Linked DNA regions of Mus musculus: regions 1, 2, 3 and 5 are each linked to region 4. Evidence: chromatin contacts called from public Micro-C, capture Hi-C and promoter capture Hi-C data. All regions are on one chromosome and are shown on one strand. Each heading gives the region's core, a stretch centred on a gene start, on an enhancer-like site or on the middle of the called end of the contact. The rest is flanking DNA. Distances are from core to core; before and after follow the strand shown.

Evidence for each region. Promoter capture Hi-C pulls out the DNA fragments that hold promoters and counts their contacts. A called contact is a pair of places that touch in the nucleus more often than the background predicts. Capture Hi-C pulls out chosen DNA fragments and counts their contacts.
Region 1: a contact with region 4 is called in a Micro-C map of embryonic stem cells, with 5 times the contacts expected there. The contact joins the promoter of Ccdc189 here to the promoter of Ino80e in region 4. A contact is called at or near these places in 3 of 39 promoter capture datasets (embryonic stem cells, liver and pre-B cells), 1 of 484 Hi-C or Micro-C datasets (embryonic stem cells), 5 of 115 datasets of contacts at active chromatin or transcription factors (bone marrow-derived macrophages, double positive thymocytes, pro-B cells and 1 more) and 2 of 9 other capture datasets (adipose tissue and liver).
Region 2: a capture Hi-C map of macrophages shows a contact between it and region 4, with 2.7 times the contacts expected there. The contact joins the promoter of Fbrs here to the promoter of Ino80e in region 4. A contact is called at or near these places in 1 of 484 Hi-C or Micro-C datasets (CD4 T cells), 7 of 115 datasets of contacts at active chromatin or transcription factors (Th17 cells, bone marrow-derived macrophages, cardiomyocytes and 4 more) and 3 of 9 other capture datasets (liver, macrophages and pancreatic islet).
Region 3: a contact with region 4 is called in a promoter capture Hi-C map of liver, with 2.5 times the contacts expected there. The contact joins the promoter of Zfp689 here to the promoter of Ino80e in region 4. A contact is called at or near these places in 1 of 39 promoter capture datasets (neutrophils), 1 of 484 Hi-C or Micro-C datasets (CD4 T cells), 1 of 115 datasets of contacts at active chromatin or transcription factors (embryonic forebrain) and 2 of 9 other capture datasets (adipose tissue and liver).
Region 5: a contact with region 4 is called in a promoter capture Hi-C map of erythroid cells, with 4 times the contacts expected there. The contact joins the promoter of Zfp688 here to the promoter of Ino80e in region 4. A contact is called at or near these places in 1 of 39 promoter capture datasets (erythroid cells), 1 of 115 datasets of contacts at active chromatin or transcription factors (large pre-B cells) and 1 of 9 other capture datasets (liver).

The regions. Positions count from the first base shown.
Region 1 is chr7:127,586,686-127,590,185 of GRCm38.p6, forward strand. It overlaps Ccdc189 (coiled-coil domain containing 189), which reads right to left and starts at 1,910. Exons shown (of 9, transcript NM_001033040.3): 1 at 1,192-1,910; 2 at 879-910; 3 at 138-203. The coding sequence starts at 1,404. It overlaps Rnf40 (ring finger protein 40), which reads left to right and starts at 2,013. Exons shown (of 20, transcript NM_172281.2): 1 at 2,013-2,126; 2 at 2,240-2,443; 3 at 2,827-2,994; 4 at 3,072-3,213. The coding sequence starts at 2,312.
Region 2 is chr7:127,476,826-127,480,489 of GRCm38.p6, forward strand. Fbrs (fibrosin) reads left to right here and starts at 2,133. Exons shown (of 18, transcript NM_010183.2): 1 at 2,133-2,820; 2 at 3,111-3,290. The coding sequence starts at 2,374.
Region 3 is chr7:127,447,432-127,451,057 of GRCm38.p6, forward strand. Zfp689 (zinc finger protein 689) reads right to left here and starts at 1,727. Exons shown (of 3, transcript NM_175163.3): 1 at 1,223-1,727; 2 at 932-1,045. The coding sequence starts at 1,427. B130055M24Rik (a long non-coding RNA gene) reads left to right here and starts at 959. Exons shown (of 2, transcript XR_869949.3): 1 at 959-2,140.
Region 4 is chr7:126,860,795-126,864,381 of GRCm38.p6, forward strand. It overlaps Ino80e (INO80 complex subunit E), which reads right to left and starts at 1,578. Exons shown (of 8, transcript NM_001370765.1): 1 at 1,480-1,578; 2 at 911-1,223; 3 at 682-752; 4 at 446-498. The coding sequence starts at 1,535. Hirip3 (HIRA interacting protein 3) reads left to right here and starts at 1,178. Exons shown (of 7, transcript NM_172746.3): 1 at 1,178-1,722; 2 at 1,806-1,926; 3 at 2,024-2,132; 4 at 2,375-3,456; 5 at 3,526-3,587. The coding sequence starts at 1,658.
Region 5 is chr7:127,420,647-127,423,917 of GRCm38.p6, forward strand. It overlaps Zfp688 (zinc finger protein 688), which reads right to left and starts at 1,388. Exons shown (of 3, transcript NM_026999.4): 1 at 1,163-1,388; 2 at 759-872. The coding sequence starts at 1,358.

The sequences.
Region 1 (3,500 bases), core at 660-3,159, 730 kb after region 4:
GGCTGAGCTGCCTCTGCAGCCCTGAACACAAGCCTCTTCTCGTCTCCATTGCCTGACACTCACTCTATACTTTAAAGTTTGTCATTTCTTGTGTCTCCCCTCCCAAGAGTTCAGTCTCGCCCAACTCAAACCCATACTCTCTCATCTTTTCCACAGTGGCTGCCTTCTCCAGTCTGTGCATAGAATGGATGTCCAGGTATTTCCTGTCAGGAAAAGATGAGACAAATCACTGGTGGTTCATACAACTTCCCCGATGGGGCTGCAACTTGGAGAGTTTCAGTGGGGATCAGGAGCTGAGACTTGGCGAACTTGCTAAGGAACCTTTAGCAAATCATTTCACTGTCAACGGGGAACATCATGGTCTAGAATCCAGTCTGTAGATTTAGCAGATTTTTTTTTTATTTATAAACCCACTGATTAGAAAAGAGTTGTGCCAGGTAGTGGTGGTACACTCACTGTACCCAGCACTGTGAGGCAGAGGCAGGCGGATCTCTTGAGTTTGAGGCCAGCCTGGTCTACAGAGTGAGTTTCAGGATAGCCAAAGCTACAAGGAGAAACAATGTCTTGAAAACCCCCCAAAAAACAACTTTGAGTCCTTGTCTTGCTCTGTGTGACCTTGATGAAGTCCCCTGGGCCTTGGCATCGGTGTGCACAGTGCTCCATCATTGCAGCTGTGTACATTCCTGCCTTTGCCTCCCTTCTCACACCGCCACTTTACACTGAGGCACCTGGCACGCTGGTGACTCGTTACCTTGAGCACTTCTCAGTCTCATCTTTGTAAAACTGGAGAGCCCTGGCTGGACAGGACTGTTGAGGACACCTTACAGGAGTAATACAAATGAGAAGTGTAACTTTTCCCCTGGGCTCTCCACACTCACCACATACAGATCCGGGGCTGGGGTAGTGGTGGCTGCGGAGAGAAGACAGATTATGGGACAAATAGATACGACAGTATGTATCCCCTAGTCCCTAGTACCTCATGAATTTCTAGCAGGTCTGAGTGTGCTATAATTTTAACTATAGCAAAATAGGTAAAACCGGGCTTCGGTGGGCTCGAAATACTATTTAGCAGCCTATTTACAATCAAAGCAACTCCAGGAAATTCCCTAATGTTGATAAACGTAATGACTGGCGGCACCTTTTTTGGGAAACCTAAGTATTCACTAGAGGACAACTCTGTCCCGCCCTCACCGGGAACAAGTTGGCTCCAGGATCTTCAGCCACTTCCACAGGGCTACTAGTGGCTTCTGCGGGCGACTCGGTCTGCATGTCTGTTCCGTTCCTTATGGCCGAGCCGTCCACCGAGCTGGGACTCCTGTCCAGTTCCTCCTGCAATTTGGGAGATTGTTCCGACTCCATCTGCACCTTCATTCCCAGGCTCTGGCTGGAACTGGGGGTAATCATCTCTTCGTCCTTCTTAGCCTCAGTCAAGGGCTCTCCAGCCTGGGCTCTGGGACAGCCAGCTCTCCCACTGCAAAGCCCGGTCCTGCCCCTTCTAGTGTTTCTTCAGAGGCGGTGAAGCGAGAGGCAGCCAATCCGCAGAGGGCGTCTTCCCAACTTGTCTCCCCGGTGACCGTTGTTAAGGAAAGTAGAAAGTACAAGCCCACGCCAATCATTGAAAAGATAGAGCGCATGCGTAACGAGTTGCACGTGCCTCTTAGAAGTTGCTTGTAAGGGTGCTTTTGAGGGTCGGTCTTTTTAAAGATTTAATTTAAATCTTTAAAAGATTGTGTTTGTGCGTGCGTGTGCGCACATATGTACAGGATGTTCGGGAGGGCTCCGCGGAGGCCAGGAGAGGATGACGGATCCTCTGGATCTGGAGTTACAAGGGGTCGTGTACCGAGTACCCCGAACAGCAGCAAAGGCTCCACCCCTCCATCTCCTAGTGCAACTGCGGGGTCAGTAACTATGGGAACCGCCTGCTGGCCAATCATTAAGAGAAATACAGTCCGTCGCGGGGTTGGAGGGGTGGGACTAAAAGACTCGAGAGGAGGAACCAAGAGCTACCAATAGAAACAGGAAATAAGTTTCGCCACATCCGGAGCGGCTCTGACGCCTGCGCTGTGCGTCTGGCGGCCGGTGACGTCCGGTGAAATCCAAGATGGTGGCGCTTGGCTGACCCTACGGTAAGTGCGGACCCCCGTCCGGCGGGGGCGGGGTCCGGGAGATATGTCCAGGGGGACGCTCAGGACTGCGGAGCTCCAGACGCATCCACAGCTCAGCTCTCTGTTTTCTGCAGGTGACGGAAGTGCCGCCTCCACCCGCCTGCCAGCCCCGGAGAGCCCTGAGTTGCCCCTCCGCCACCGCCGCTATGTCTGGCCTCAGCAACAAGCGCGCCGCCGGCGACGGGGGCTCAGGACCCCCAGAGAAGAAGATGAACCGCGAGGAGAAGACCACGACCACTCTAATCGAACCCATTCGTCTCGGCGGCATTTCTTCCACGGTTGGTGGGCTTTTGCGAAAGTCACATTTGGCCTGCGCCCAAAGTGTTTGGAATCTTGTGTGTGCTCGTGTGTATATACACAAACCGGGTGGTGAGGGTGGGTGTGCCAACGGCGTGAATGTGATCAGAGAACAACTTTACGGAGTCCCTTCTGGCCTTTTACTTATGCGCACATATGTTCCCGTAAGTCCTGTGTGATGTGTCTGAGTTGGAAACAGGTAGGGGCAGGAACGGAATGTGAAGCTCTCATGACTAGCATATTCTCTTTGCAAGTGTCTGAGCCTTGCTATATACCTCTCCCCTTTCAGTCTAATCCTTGTCCTATTGTGTGTCAGTGATGGTTCAGGGTCCTGCCCGACACTCTGCCTCTTCCCTTCTGGTAGGAGGAGATGGATTCCAAGGTACTGCAGTTCAAGAACAAGAAGCTGGCGGAGCGGTTGGAGCAGCGGCAAGCCTGCGAGGATGAGCTCCGGGAGAGAATTGAGAAATTGGAGAAGAGGCAGGCCACTGATGATGCCACACTCCTCATCGTCAACCGCTACTGGGCCCAGGTGGATGCCTGAAGAGCGAGCGTCCTACTGGGAGAAGCCCTGAGGCATTCCTAACCTCTTGTTCTTTCTTCTTTCAGCTGGATGAAACTGTAGAAGCCCTCCTCCAGTGCTACGAGAACCAGAGGGAACTGTCTTCAGGGACAGAGGTGCCTGGGTGCCAAGAGGGCCTGACCCGTGATGTGATCCCTCGACCAGACCCAGGGACATCAGATCTGAGGGGTAGGACCAGGGCCCTGGGGAGCTTATGTTCTCAGAAAGGTTTTGAGGAGGAGGTGACTTTGATGTGGGGCTACCGAAATGCCCGGCACTTGGGAAGCAGAAGTTGCTGTCCTGGAACTCACTTTGTAGACCAGGCTGGCTTCAAACTCAGAAATTTGCCTGCCTCTGCCTCCCGAGTGCTGGGATTAAAGGCGTGTGCCACCACGCCCATCGTGAGACTCTGTCTTAAAAACATGGGTTTTTTGTTTTTTTTTTTTTTTTTGGTTTTTTTAATATTCTTTTTTAAT
Region 2 (3,664 bases), core at 883-3,382, 620 kb after region 4:
TGTTGGTCACCAAAGGACTAGAAAACAGGAGATAGTAGCAGAGAAAAAAAGGGTTGCAAAAAAAAAAGAAAAAATGCAGTGGTCACTGGAAATTGCCCACCCCACTCTCATCCACTGGCAGGGCTGGGGGATCAAACCTAGAATCTTGTATATACTACCTCTGAGCTCCATCCCCAGTCCAGAGATGACACTTGAGAGCTGCTTTATGTGGTGCTATGTATACCATGGATACACAACTCTTACATCATAGAATGAAAAGGCCTTGGAACAGGTTAAGGCCTTGAAGATGTTATTTACTCCTCCCAAATGCTGCCATCGCCAACTTAGGACAATCTATCATAGAGAGTCGACCGGCACAAAGTCTGTTAGGGAATTTATCACTATTTTATATCGACAAGAAAACAAGGGTTGTCAAGGAAATGTCCACATTAAAAGAACAGCCAGGGCCAGTGAGATGGCTCCACTGAAAAAGCGCTTGGTACATACATAAGCTTAGTAACCAGAGTTTGATCCCCAAAACCCATGAACATGTTGAAGACTCTACAAAGTTGTCCTCTCGTCTCAACATACATCTAATGGCACTCGCACCCTCACATACATCATGCCCACACACTAATGATACATTAAACAATCAGATCAGAGTGGTACAACCTAAGTGCTGCAGTTGGTGGCACAGTGGCCAGGACCTTCACTCTGGAGCTAGAATCCTGGCAGTTTGTATACAGATACCTTTGGTAAAATGGATCGGAGAGCAAATATTTACCTCGGAACTCATTACCAAGTGAATTAATGTGAGAGAGTACTTCGCACTGGAGTGCAAAGTGTTTATTATTGTTGAGCACAGGAAGGGACGGCCACTGGGAGCTTGGTCTCCGCCCCACCTCTGACTCTCGCGGATCGTGCTTGGGTTTTCTGAGACGCCACGGTAGACAGATCCGCCCAAAGACGGGCAGAAGGCATTAGCGCCATGCGCTTGCGCGAAATACCAACAGGCAAAAAGGCAGCCACTACACACCAGAAAAGCGCACCTAGGACAGCCTAACGCCTACCAGTGGCCTGCTGCCTACCACTCCAGGCACCACCTCCCAGTGCCTCGCACTGTCTCTCAGTAGATGGCCAATAAACAGAGAGCAGGAAGAGGCGGGTGGCCTAAGGAACTGCTCCAAACACCTACTTCGGACCAGTCCAGTCACAAGACCTGGGGAGGGCGGGGCTAACCTGACAACCCAATCCCACATTTGAAGGCTGTTACGTCCGGCACTCCGGCGACTTTGACTCCGCCCTTTGCATTGACGTTTACTTGCCAACCTATAAACGACTGAGCCTCGGAGGGAGGGGGAAGGAGGCGGAGAGAGGAAGGAGGCGTTGGCTGAGGAGGAAGAGGGAGGAGGGGCAGGGAAGTTCTGGTGGAGAAGAGCCGTAGACGCCGAAGAAGACAACAGGAGGATACGGCGGAGTTCCTCACTGTCCAGTGGCCTTTCCGGATCCTTCTAGCTACAAGCCGGTTAGGAACGGAGGAAAGGAGGAAGAGTCTTTTATGTCGGAGGACAGAGAGAGAAGCTCTATCCGTCACCGTTGCCTCACATCCGGGACTTTGGACGGCAGGCTCCGCCCCCTTGCACCTTTCAAGGCTACGGGAGGCGGAGACCTCGTTAAATCTCCTTAAAGGGGTGGGTACCGAACTCGGCCGACTCCAACGCCAGTCTTAAAGGGGACAGCAGAAGCTGACAAACAACTCCTGCTGGAAGAATTGGGGCAAGTGGAGTTTTCCTACCTCCTGCCCCACGCAAGAAGTTCATTAAATTCATCTTAAAGGGGAAGTGACAGCCTGTGAAGGGCTAGAAACTTAGCTACGCTCTCTAAAAAGGGACGACTCGCTGTTTGAAGGCCTCTGGACTCTTTAAAGGGGTGGCCTCTTTCAGCCGGAGGACTTGAGACACTTTTAAAGGGGAAGTCGTGCTTTCCGCCCCTTTTAAAGGGGTGGTCCTTCCTCTTCCTCTGGGAGACTTGCCTCGACCCCTGGCACGGGGCCGCCACCGCACTAGACCAGCCGGACACGGTGGAGTCGTCTTAAAGGGGCCGGGGGCTGGACAATTTGAGGCCTCGCCTTAAAGGGACGGCCGCCCAGTTTTAGTCGTCGCGGCCCCGCCAGCCCTACAGGGGGGGCCTTCAGGCTTGTCGCCCCGGGGGCGGCGCCGGCTCTCTGGGCCTTGGCCTTGGGGCAAGCCAGAGGCCAGCGGATCCTGTTTTAAAGAGGAAGCCGGAGCTCTCCCGTCCCTGTGCAAGCGCCAGCGCCGCGCTCGCGACCCGGGGCCTGTGGACAGGCCGCTTCGGGCCCCGCCGCCTCCGGATGCGGCGCTGAGGGCCGTCACCATGGAGACGGCCGCGGCCCCAGGCCCGGGCTGGGCAGCTGAAGGGGAGCGGCGACGGAGACGCTGCTCGCGGCGAGACCGTGATCGGGAGCAGCGGCGCCGCCGAGGTCCAGGCGGTGACGCGCCCCGGGCCTTGTTGGCCGCCCCGCGAGGCTCTTCATCCTCCTCGTCACCGCCGCCGCCCGCCCGTCCCTGGTCGTCAGCTTCATCTGGAGAGCGGCCTGGGGGCCTACGACGGCGGCGGCCCCGACCCAGGCCTCGACCCCCGAGACCGCGAGCTCGGAAGCGGCCTGCCGGTTCGGGCAGCCGCGGAGAGGAAGAGGACGAGGAGGAAGAGGGGGGCGCAGACGACGGAGAAGCCGAGGAGGAGCCTGAGGAGGAGGAAGAGGAGGAAGACCTGATCGATGGTTTTGCCATCGCTAGCTTTGCCAGCCTTGAGGCCTTGCAGGTGTGCCCTAATGGGATTTGGGGGTCTTTGGGAGGTGGGTCAGAAGGGCAGAGAGAAGGGTATAGCCCTTACAGAGGATGGGGTTGAGGGGGCAGTGGTGACACCCCAAACCAGAGCAACCGGCTCCTCTTGCCGGGTTTCTGCCCCACCCTGGGGTGGGAGGAGGTAGAGCTAGTGTCTGGGGACTACCTAGGTTCCCCTGCTTGAGAGGCACTTGAGTAACTTGGTCACCCTTAGAGAGTTAAGGAGCTTTTCTTTCTCCAACCACATTTCCACCACCTCTTCTACAGAAGGATGCATCTCTTCAGCCCCCAGAACGACTGGAACATCGGCTGAAGCATTCTGGGAAACGGAAGAGGGGGGGCTCCAGTGGGGCCACTGGGGAACCAGGGGACAGCTCAGACCGTGAGCCTGGCCGACCCTCTGGGGATAGGCCCCGTAAATGGCCCAATAAGCGAAGAAGGAAAGAGGTGAGCATGTCCCAGATTCCAGTCCTTCCAATTTGTTCAGTCGGAATATATCATTCCTGTAGACTGACTTCCCACGAGCATCACAACTGCCGATCCCAGCAGTAATCCTAGTGTCTAGGAGCACAGGGGAAGGCAGAACAAATTGGACAGCAGCCCCATCTCCAATCCAGGTCTGAAGGACCTAACTAGAGTCAAACTCACTTGCTTTTGCTTGTGCTATGTATACTACTAACAAGCTGATAATTCAAGAGATACATCAAAGACAGCTGAATTATAAATAAGAGATGTCCTGTCCTTTCCTCTAGCTGGTGGCAGCCTAAGGGGAAAGAAACAGCCAAAAAGCAAGCACCTAGACTAGCTTGAGCAGCTGTGTA
Region 3 (3,626 bases), core at 477-2,976, 590 kb after region 4:
AATGTCCTCACCAGATTGGCCTGTGGTACATCCTTTTCTTTTTTTTTTTGGTTTTTCGAGACAGGGTTTCTCTGTATAGCCCTGGCTGTCCTGGAACTCACTTTGTAGACCAGGCTGGCCTTGAACTCAGAAATCCACCTGCCTCTGCCTCCTGAGTGCTGGGATTAAAGGTGTGTGCCACCATGCCCAGCGTGGTACATTTTCTTAATTAGTGATTGATTAAGGTTGACATGGGAGGGCCCAGCCCACTGTGGGTGGTGCTATCCCTAGGCAGATGTTCCTGAGTGTGTAAGAAAGTAGGAGAGCAAGCAGGAGGCAGCCTTCCTTGTGGCTTTCTGCTTCAGTTCCTGCCTTGATGTTCCTGCCCTGCCCTGCTTTGATGATGGATGTTTACATGAAAATATCAATGAAATAAACCCTCTTCTCCCCAAGCCACTTTTGTTCATGGTGTTTATCACAGCATAGAAACCTCTGACCAAGACAACTCCCAAATATGCAGCTGTTGGTCTAGGAGCACTTTGAGAGAGTTGTAAAAAAAAAAAACAAAAAAACCTTGGACTGTATTTCATCCAGTAGTTCACAAGCCTAGATGAACATTCCAATCAATGGGGCTTTTTCTTTTTTAAAGTCAAGAGTGAACCAGGGGCTAGAGAGAGATGTCTCAGTGGTTAAGGACTCTTTCTAGTCTTCCCAGGACCGATGGGAATTGGAGAAGTTCAATGGAAGCTAAGTCCCGGATCCTGGAAAGCAGTAGTTATCTTTTTCAAAGCTCAGTAATTCACTTATGTCAATGAAGTACCGTTTGTAGTTCGTATGCCCACAGTACAAGCAACCTGGTTAACTCTCATCAGACGACAAATTTAGATTGGGTCGACAGTTTAGGGCATTACTCAGGAAGGCAGTATGGTTTTCGTGGGTATTTTTCACTCACTTCTCTGGAATGTTACCCATCTCCGGTACTCCTGCGGATCTAGGGCTGCTGGTTCCCAGTCATCGGTATTTCGTTCCAACCAGGAGATGAGAGCTGGTTTGGGACCTGCGCATCCTGGGGAAGGAGAACCAGTCAGAGAGCTGGCCCGAAGAAAGGATGCTAAAAAATAAACGCCAACCCCTAACAAGCCGATCGCAGGTCAGGACCCTAGGCTCCCTGCCCCCACTCTACCCCGCCCTCAAGCTCCATCATCCCTTAGGCCCCGCGTAAGCAGATTGGGCCGGGCCTCACCGAGCGCGCCCAGGAGGCCGTAGGTCTCGCGCATCACATCCCGGTACAGAGTCCTCTGAGCGGGCTGCAGACACCCCCACTCCTCCGAGGAGAAGTACACGGCCACGTCCACGAACTTCAAGGCCCTTGGCCTCCTGCCCCTTTTCCGAGTAGGTCCAGCCTCTCCGACTGCCCGCAGGAGAAGCGGAGCCGAAGGTGGCGCCATCGGACCTGCTCCCCGGCCTTGCCACGGGGACCCGGAGACCTAGAAGCTCCGTCGGGAAGGCCCGGAGGAAATCTGAATCGGCTGCCTGAGGGGCCGGGCGGCCCGACACAGACCGTTATTCAGGGAACTCCCGCTGGAACTTGGGTGAGAGGCACCGGAAGATGCCTTCGGGGAAGATGGCGGCGCTGCTCCTGCACCACCGCTGCCTAGAACACAGGCAGGTTCCAGCTATCGATTTTATTGACCCGAACGCCATGCCGACTTCTTAACCTCCTTGCCCTAAAGTGTAATGGCGCTGCGAGATGGCTTCTTGCCTACTTTCCTCCTATCTATTGCATTCGTTTATTGGTTGGTAGCTGAAGATCGGGCGTTCTGATTGGTCATCAATGAAGGCGGCCCATTTGAATGAAGCCAACGGATTCTTAAGGGCAAGAAGGTGGATCCTGTGTCTCTAAGCCGGTTGTGAGAAGTCTTATGAATGGGAGGCTTTTCTTGTGTTCTCCAACGCTTGTTTGCCCTACTTGGAGAAGACGTTTCTACAGGTCTTCCAAAGGGAAAGTCACACAGTGACAACATGGATTTTTGAACAGCTACATCCTACGATCATAAAGGTGTCACAGCCAGGAATTCTGAAAAGTACTAGATGAGAAGGGAGCGGTGGTAAGGATCTGGTGCACAAAAGGCGCGTCTGGTAAAATTGAATGACTAGAATGGTAAGTTGACTGGTCTTGTACCTTGGGCAGCTCCTAAGTAGTCTATAGAAGTGAATGGCCTACCTGAGTACCAAGGAAGTTCGCTTGTTTAGAGGTGAGACCAATAGCTTTGGGCTTACCCTTTCTTTGTACAGTGGAATGCACATTTAGGCTACCAGGGGGAACAAAAGACAGATGGCTAGTTGATCCTTTCATTTATAATGAAGCAGGGAAATCACCCCTGTACCGTTGCTTTCCGAAATAGTGCAGCTGTGTCAACGTGTGTCAGGAGTGCATGGGCAACATAGACCCTGTTTTTAAATGAAGAGTGTATAGCCCAGTGGCAGGCATTTGCCTAGCATGCATGGGGCCCAAAGTTCTATAAAAGTATTTTTAAAATAGATACCCAGGACTGGGTATGAAGCCGAACCTATTGCTCCTTTCTGAATAATTATCAGGTAAGGAAGACTGCACAGAGGGTAAATAGGATTCGCACATCTAGAGGCCACACAGAGAGGCTGTGCCTTCGCTGCTGAGAGCCAGCCAAGCACCTGGACTATTCGAGTAGATGGTGTCTGAAACTTTATGTCTAGAGTCCTGGACTCCCCCCTCCATAGAGAACTACAACAAAAATCATAAGACAGCCGGGTGCAGTGGCACGCACCATTAATTCCCAGCACTTGGGAGGAAAAGGCAGGTAGATCTCTTGAGTTTGAGGACATCCTGGTCTACAAAGTGAGTTCCAGGCTATCCGGGGCTATCTCAAAACCAGCCTGCCTCAAAAAACAAATGAACAATAAAACCCCCACAAATCTGGATCAGCTTCCTCAAAATCTGTTACTAGACATAGGAATGAAATCCAAACATGGAATGTCTTCTTTGTGGCTCTAGCAACTCTTATGTTGGGCAAAACGCTTTAAGACTAATTTCTCCCCAGCTGGAGAAGTGGCTCAGTGGTTAAGAGCACTTGTTCTGGGGCTGGAGAGATGACTCAGCAGTTATGAGCACTGATTGCTCTTCCAAAGGTCCTGAGTTCAAATCCCAGCAACCATATGGTGGCTCACAACCATCTGTGATGAGATCAGATGCCCTCTTCTGGTGTGTCTGAAAACAGCTACAGTGTACTTACATAAAATAAATAAATAAGAAAAAAGAGCACTTGTTCTTACAGAGGACCCAGATTCTGTTTCTAGCACTCACATGGTGGCTAACAATCATCTGTAACTGTATTCCAAGAAATCTGCCACTGTGTCTTCCAGCAGCAGCAGGTACACATGTGGTACACAGATATACAGTCACACAAAACACCCATATTCATGAAGTAAATATTTTTTAAAAGATTCAGTCCATGGTTCATGCTCAGTGACTGCCAGCACCCAGAAATGCAACCTTAAATGTTAACACACTTTGATTTCACAGACTGCCTAAGGGATCACTTCACCATAAACCCAGACTAGGACAAGCAATATCAGTCCTAGAGAGAAGTAGAAAAACTACTTATTAATGA
Region 4 (3,587 bases), core at 328-2,827:
TCTGGCATGCACTACAGGAATGGCTACTACTTTTATCTTTCTAGTTTACTTTTTCACTTATTATAGACAACTGATAGAAATGACAAGCAGCCAGAGGCTTCCTTCATTTTGCCAGCCTGTGTCAAGCACAGTACCTAGAACACAGTGGATAAGGAAATACTTGAAAATCCAGAGGCGTGGTGTGTTCTTTGGAGGCAGAGGCAGGCGGATTTCTGAGGCTAGCCTCAGGCTAGCCTGGTCTACAAAAGGACTACACAGAGAAACCTTGTCCAATGGGGTGAAAAAAGACAAAACAGGAAGAAGGTGACAGAAGGCAGCAACTAGGCTTAAGAACCATTGGAGGGGCCTGCATCAGCTTCCGGACCCTAGGAGGGTGGACCTAGGAACACGTGTTTCAAGGGCCAGTATCTCATATCTTCCTAAAAGTGGTCATGACTTTGCTCACCAGAGGAGTCTTCATCCACGTTCTCATACTGCAGAAGTCGATCTAGAAGGAAACTGAGACAAGTGGGAAGGAGGGTGGGTATCCCCATTTTGGTGGTCTTGAGCCCTACCTAGTCCCTCCTAGGAGACCCACTGGATCCTCCTAAGACTGCATGCATTTGGGATCCTGTTCCGGGACGGCGTAAGAACGGATTCCCTGGGAGTTAACAGTGCCCTCGTGCCCACAAGATGCCTTACCTCTTGTCTCGGGAAACCTTCAGCAATTTCCTTTGCGCCTTTCTGAGCTCCTCCTGGAAGCACTCGTGCTCCTGCGGCGGACAGGGCGGGTGCTGAGCCAAGAGCAATCCATAAAAGACCCAGAACCCGGAGACATCTCTCCCTACTCACCCCCTTTACCACATGGGTAAACTGAGGTCCTCTCCGAGTTAGGCCTCACACTCCACAACCGCCCCACGCTGGCACTCACGTAAATGAGGAACTTGAGCTTCCGCTTCAGATTCCTGTATTTCTTTTTGTAGTCCACTTCGCCGTCCGCTGGTCCGTTCATGACCCGCCAGGGAGAAACGCCCCGGAGTAGAGTCCCGCTACCCAAGTCCGCCCGGCCTCTCACACCTCCACTTCCGGAGACTTTGCAACGCCGTATGAAACGGACTACAACTCCCAGCGTCCTCCGCGCGCGGGGAGCGTAATCACACCGCCCGCCCTCCTGGGGGAAGACCCGAAAGGAACGCTGCTTCCAGTGGCTTCGCGGTGAGCTGAGGTCACAGAGGAGCTGGACACTGGGGGGGCACAATTATTGATTGTAAACTGTTTATAAAGATTTGGAACCAAAAGAATATAACCAGAAATTCAGTATGTTAGCGAGAATACCGTCTCCCTTCTGCCTTTCGAAACAAGCGACCTAATTTGTTAATCCCGACCACAGGGATTGATTGAACTGATTACGTTATAAAGACTGCCGGCGCCGAACCGGCTTCTAGCGAAAATTTTAACACGTAGTTTTAGCAAAGAGTCGAAACCTCGCTCAAGACCCACCAGCTGCTCAGGAAAAAGCAAGGTCGGCCAAAGTTTTCCGTCTCAGTGCTCCACATCGGAGGCTCAACGGTCCCATTCCTCACGAAGCCGCCGCACTGCGCGTGCGCAAACTACTGTCGCTCGGGAAACCAGCCTTGAAGAAAAAAAGGCGGGAGCAACCAATCCCTGGTGACGCAAAATGGCGCCGGGAGATGAGATGCGAAAATTCACTCGCAGCTTCTTTCGAGCTTGCCCGGACCTCAGGTGCATAGAGTCTGGGTATTAGAGTCTGGGTTGTGAAGGGGAGGGGTTAGGCTGGAACTCTGTCATGACACGTGTCTCTGTAGCTCGGTTACGCACGCCATCGTGCGACAGAAATTTTTGATTCACGTGGGTCGGGATCATCTTGAACCTGAAGAGAAGCAGGCGTTGAAGCGGCTGGTGGAGGAGGAGCTGCCGAAAATGCAGGTGTGGGTCTAACCCTGGGCCAGCAGAGACAGGGTTTGTTGCTGAGGGGTTGGGGCAGGGCATCTTGGTTCGGTTTGCCCTCATGCTGCACCCACAGGCGGATGCTGGTACCAGGGAAGGAAAGCCAGACTTTATCAAAGTGAAGAGGTCTCCTGCTCCCTGCAGTGACCCAAAGAAGAAAAGGTTCCGCTTTAATTCAGAGTCAGGTTAGTGCCTTCTTCCCTGTTTATCTGTCTGTGACTCCAGCATCATTGGTTTCTTCAAAAGGCGAGGCGCATGTATTAATTGCAAGGCTGGGGCTTGGGGGACAGTGAGTCAGGAACCAGCTGGGGCCACAGCTGTGGTGCTTCTTGCTGCCCTTCACTCTTAACCAGAGTAGATCTAGAAGCATCCTATTCTAGATGGAAGGAGAGGGAGGAATCCATCCAGTCCCATCCCCATGTTTCAGAATCCAGCTCTTCACCATCCAGTCCAGATGGCTCAGGACCCTCAACAAAGAACAGGACAACCAAGAAGACATGTCTAAGAAGAGCCTTAAAGAAAGCAGTTGAGAGCACAGATGAAGACCACCAAACAGACCTGGATGCAAAGATGGGATTGGAGGAGAGCAGTGAGGGGGAAGCAGAGGGCTCTGTTAGATCAGGTAAGGTCACCGAGGAAGAGGAGGACATGAAACAAGAACAGAAGGGCCAGGTTAGAAAGCAAGCTGGGGCCAAAGACAAGCAAGTACCACTCAAGGCAGACAGGAAGCAGGTTAGGGAAGAGAGTGGGAGCAGTGAGGAGGAGGCTGTGCTGCAGAGAGCAAAGGTGGAGGGAAGCACAGGTGCTAACTGCCAGGAGGAGAGTGAAGAGAGCGGAGAGGAGAGCCCAGCTAAGAAGAAAGAGCTTAGTGAGCCCAGATCCAGAAGTAACAGAGCAGAGAGAACAGCCAGGGAGAGAAAGAGCTATAAGCAGAAAAGCAGGCCTGGGAGGCCAACTGGAGGCTTGCGAGACAGCGAGGCAGAGAAGGAAGGGGGCACAGTGGGCAGTGGGGACAGCAGTGAGGAGGGGGAGGCAGAGAAGGAAGGAGGCACAGTGGGCAGTGGGGACAGCAGTGAGAAGGGGGAGGCAGAGAAGGAAGAGGGCACAGTGGGTAGTGGGGACAGCAGTGAGGAGGGAGAAGAGCACTCGGTGAAGAGAAAGAGCAAGGTCAGGACCCAGACCGAGAGTGGGAGGAGGCAGAACACAAGCAGCAGGGATGACAGTAACAGCACACAGGAGCAAGCAGCTGCTCAAGGCACTACAAAGTCAGGCAGCCTAGGCAGCAGTAATGGTGACAGTGACACAGAGAGGGAAGTGAGTGACTCCCAGGCAGGACAAAACACCAAAGAGGAGAGGAAGAGCCGCTCTTCCAACAAGAGCTCCAAGAACGGCCAGGCCCGAAGTTGTTCATCTTCATCAGATTCGAGTCCAGAACCCACAGGTCAGAAGGGCAAGGCCCGAAGTTCCTCATCTTCATCAGATTCAGGTCCAGAACCCACAGGTCGGAAGGTGAGAGGACACACCAGGTGGGTGGGATCCACTCAGGAAAAGGGACTTCAGCTGCAAACTCCTTATTAGGCTGCCTCTCGCTGTGGAGAGGACCACCCAGCTGTGGCTAGACTAAAGCGTTACATTCGAGC
Region 5 (3,271 bases), core at 138-2,637, 560 kb after region 4:
TTGCTTCAGGGTTCTTCCACTCAGGGTAGAGATGGGAGACGAGCCAAGCTGTCATTATCCAGGCAGACACTTTTCTTGTGTACCACTTTGCCTTGTTCAAGAACTATGATAGGCAGACAAGTTCTATTTTTAGGGGCATTTTAGGGATTTTTGGAGGGTAGGGGTGGTGAGCTGAGACAAGGTCTCACAGTATGTTGTCTCAATTGGCCTCAAATCCCCCTGCCTCTGTCCCCCCGGGGTACTGAGATTAAAGGTGTGTGCCACAATGACCAGCCTTAGTTAGTTTTAAAAAGGGGAAATGAGTGTTATTTTAACAAACATCTGGAAACATAAACATTCTTTGAGTTCTAGATTCTCCTACTCTGTTTTTTTTTTTAAGATGTATTTATTTGTTTTTATATACATTGGTGTTTTGCCTACATTTGGTTCTGTGTGAGGGTGTCAGGTCCCCTGGAACTGGAGTTACAGACAGCTGTAAGCTGCCGTGTGGGTGCTGGGAATTGAACGCTGGTACTTAGGAAGAACAGTAGGTGCTCTTGACTCATGGGCCATCTCTCCAGCCCCCCTACTGTTTTTAATAGGACAGCTCTCCTGAATTTCCAAAACTCTGGAGTAGATAGGCTTTCTTTTCTTTAGTATCTGAACATGTAGGCTCTAATCTGTAGGGATGCTGGAATGGGGAATCTGAAAGAAAGGTTTACTAGAGAAGAAACCCCCGGACAAACAAGGTTTCAGGAGGACTTGGGACAATCCCTCACCTCTCGGAGCTCCTCCCAGGCTTTCCCCCTCCTCAGGATCCTGGGCGGCGGGGCTCCAAGCCTCACTCCCCTGTTCCATCCAAGAGATGAGGGCTGGTTTGGGGCCCGGGAACCCTGAGAGAGAACAGGGGTCACAGTGCTGGCCTGAGAGGCTGGCCGGGGCAGATAGCATCCCACTAGGGTGAGGGCACCTCCTCGGAACTTATGCACACATTAACCTGGACAGGGTTTGCGATGCTCTTGCCTGAATGGAGACTCCCGAGGAAGCCCTGAGAATGGAAGGTGACTGATGCTGCTGGTGGAAAAGTGCGGGATGAGGGCTCATAATCCACTTGATCGGTCTACTGCAACTCCCCGGTGAACCCCCAGGAGGATGGGGGCGGGGCTCTGACTCGGGGCCTCACCGAGCGCGCCCAGGAGGCCGTAGGTCTCGCGCATCACCTCCCGATACAGGGTTCTCTGCGCGGGCCGCAGACACCCCCACTCCTGCGGGGAGAAGTACACGGCCACGTCCGCGAAGCTCACAAGCTCAGGCTTCCTGAAACCGGGCCAGATCTCCCCAGGCATCGGAACCAGCAGTGAGGCCGGGGGTGGCGCCATCGGGGATCCTGCCCAGGCAGCGGCTTGGCTGCCCTAGCCTTCCGCTTCCGGCCTCCGCAACCGCGGGAAACCACGCCCTTGGCACGCCCCTTGGTCACAGTTGCTAGCAACGCGTGCGGAACGAACGCGGCAGCCTTACTGGCCGCAAGGGAATGCAGAGCAATAGTGTTTACTCCACAGCTGCTCACACAAAGACACGAAGGTGTGAAGGGAACCGAAAGATGTCTTCAGAAAACATGGAGACCGCCTAGCTTCAGTTGTCATTGACGGCACTGAGGTGCCCTTTCTGCAGCTTAACAAACTTCGGACTTCCACTGCCCGCGGCGCCCCATTTGCCCTTAAATACAATGACCGCTTCAGGAATGTTGGTGTTCGTTTCTATGTGTAGGAAAGAGAGACCTTCAAAAAATACCCGCTACCTGCTGCCTCATGGACCTCTGTGCGCAATTACAACGGCTGATGATTGGCTGTAACGGCAAGGAGCAGCAGTGTTGCAATTGGCTTCGGAATGGCGGGACATCTGAAACTGTTCTGAGGACCTGGGCATCCCTGGTGCCTGAGATAGTGTCTCCCCAGTCTCCCAGTGTGCGTCCTGCTGATGTAACTGGAATCTGATGGTTAGCCTCTAGAACCTGGCAAAGCCTGAGTATTGCATTTCAGAAACTCAGTTCGTGTCTTCAGAGAAGTTGACAGAATACTTGAACCGGTGGTTCTGCTCGCTTAGTCTGTATATTTAAGTTACAGGCTAAGGGGTGTGCTTAGTGTGTTTCTGCTCGGATGAAAGCATATTCTGGGACGTGGAAGCCCAGGAACCACACAGCCCAGAGGTGGGACAGTCTCCTAAGGGAAGGGTATTCTGAGACATGGGGGCTCAGGAACCACAAGCTGGAGGGTCCAATGTGTGGAGGGATGAATCCAGAGAAAGCTGCCCTCTGCTCCTTGGAGCAGACAATAGGGAAGTGAACAGAGGGCAGACCTTATATAGGACTTCTTAGGGGGTAGAGCTTTTCAGGGCAGAGAGTAAAGATTGGTGGGATTTCAAATCCTGATCTTGGGGAGCTCAGGGCTTGGTGTTTTTTTTTGTTTTGTTTTGTTTTGTTTTGTTTTTCCCTGTTCAAGTGTTGGTGGGTTTTCATGCTCAGAGAGAAGTGGGGTTTTGTTGTTGTTGTTGTTGTTGTTGTTTTTCCTACTCAGGGATTGGTGGCTTTTTTCCACCACCCCCTTTTCCTGCATTGGGCCCATGGCTACAGATGGCTTTGATTGAGGTAGCATCTCTGTGGAGCTGTGTGGGGAGGCTAGAGAGGGGGTGGACAGCTCCTGCAGTGGTGTTCAATTCACCAAGGCTGTAGGCTGAGGCAGGAAAGGTGTCACCCACCGCTCCTGTGGGACAACTCCTGCTGAGATGGGAAAAGAGATGTGCCACCGTGGACAGCTTCCATGAAGGCTGCAGGCTGAGAAGGTAGAGAGGTGTGGCCTTTCTGACATGAGCCACCATTTTGACAGCTCCTGTCGGATCATTTTACAGCAGCCGTAGGGTGGAGGGAGAAGGAGGGGTCAGCCACAGCTTTGACGGATTTTGAGGTTGGAACTGGAATGAGAGAAAGTTTTAAATTGCATTGTAATTTTTTGCCAAGTTTATTAATATGTAGGTGGAGCCAGCAGTGGAGGGCTTGTGTAAGCCCAGCACTCAGAAGACCCAGGTGGGAAGAGTTGTAGGCCAGTCTGGGTTACAGAATGAGGCTGGGTCAGAAAGAAAATATATTAATTTAACCCCATTTTTTAGAAAAAAATAAATAAATTGAGTTTTAGCATATATGTAGCATATCTATATCTATCTATAGATATAGATGGGTTTTTTCTTTGTTCTCTTTATTCATTGCTTTGTGTGAGTTCTTTATGGGTTCTTCTGTCTC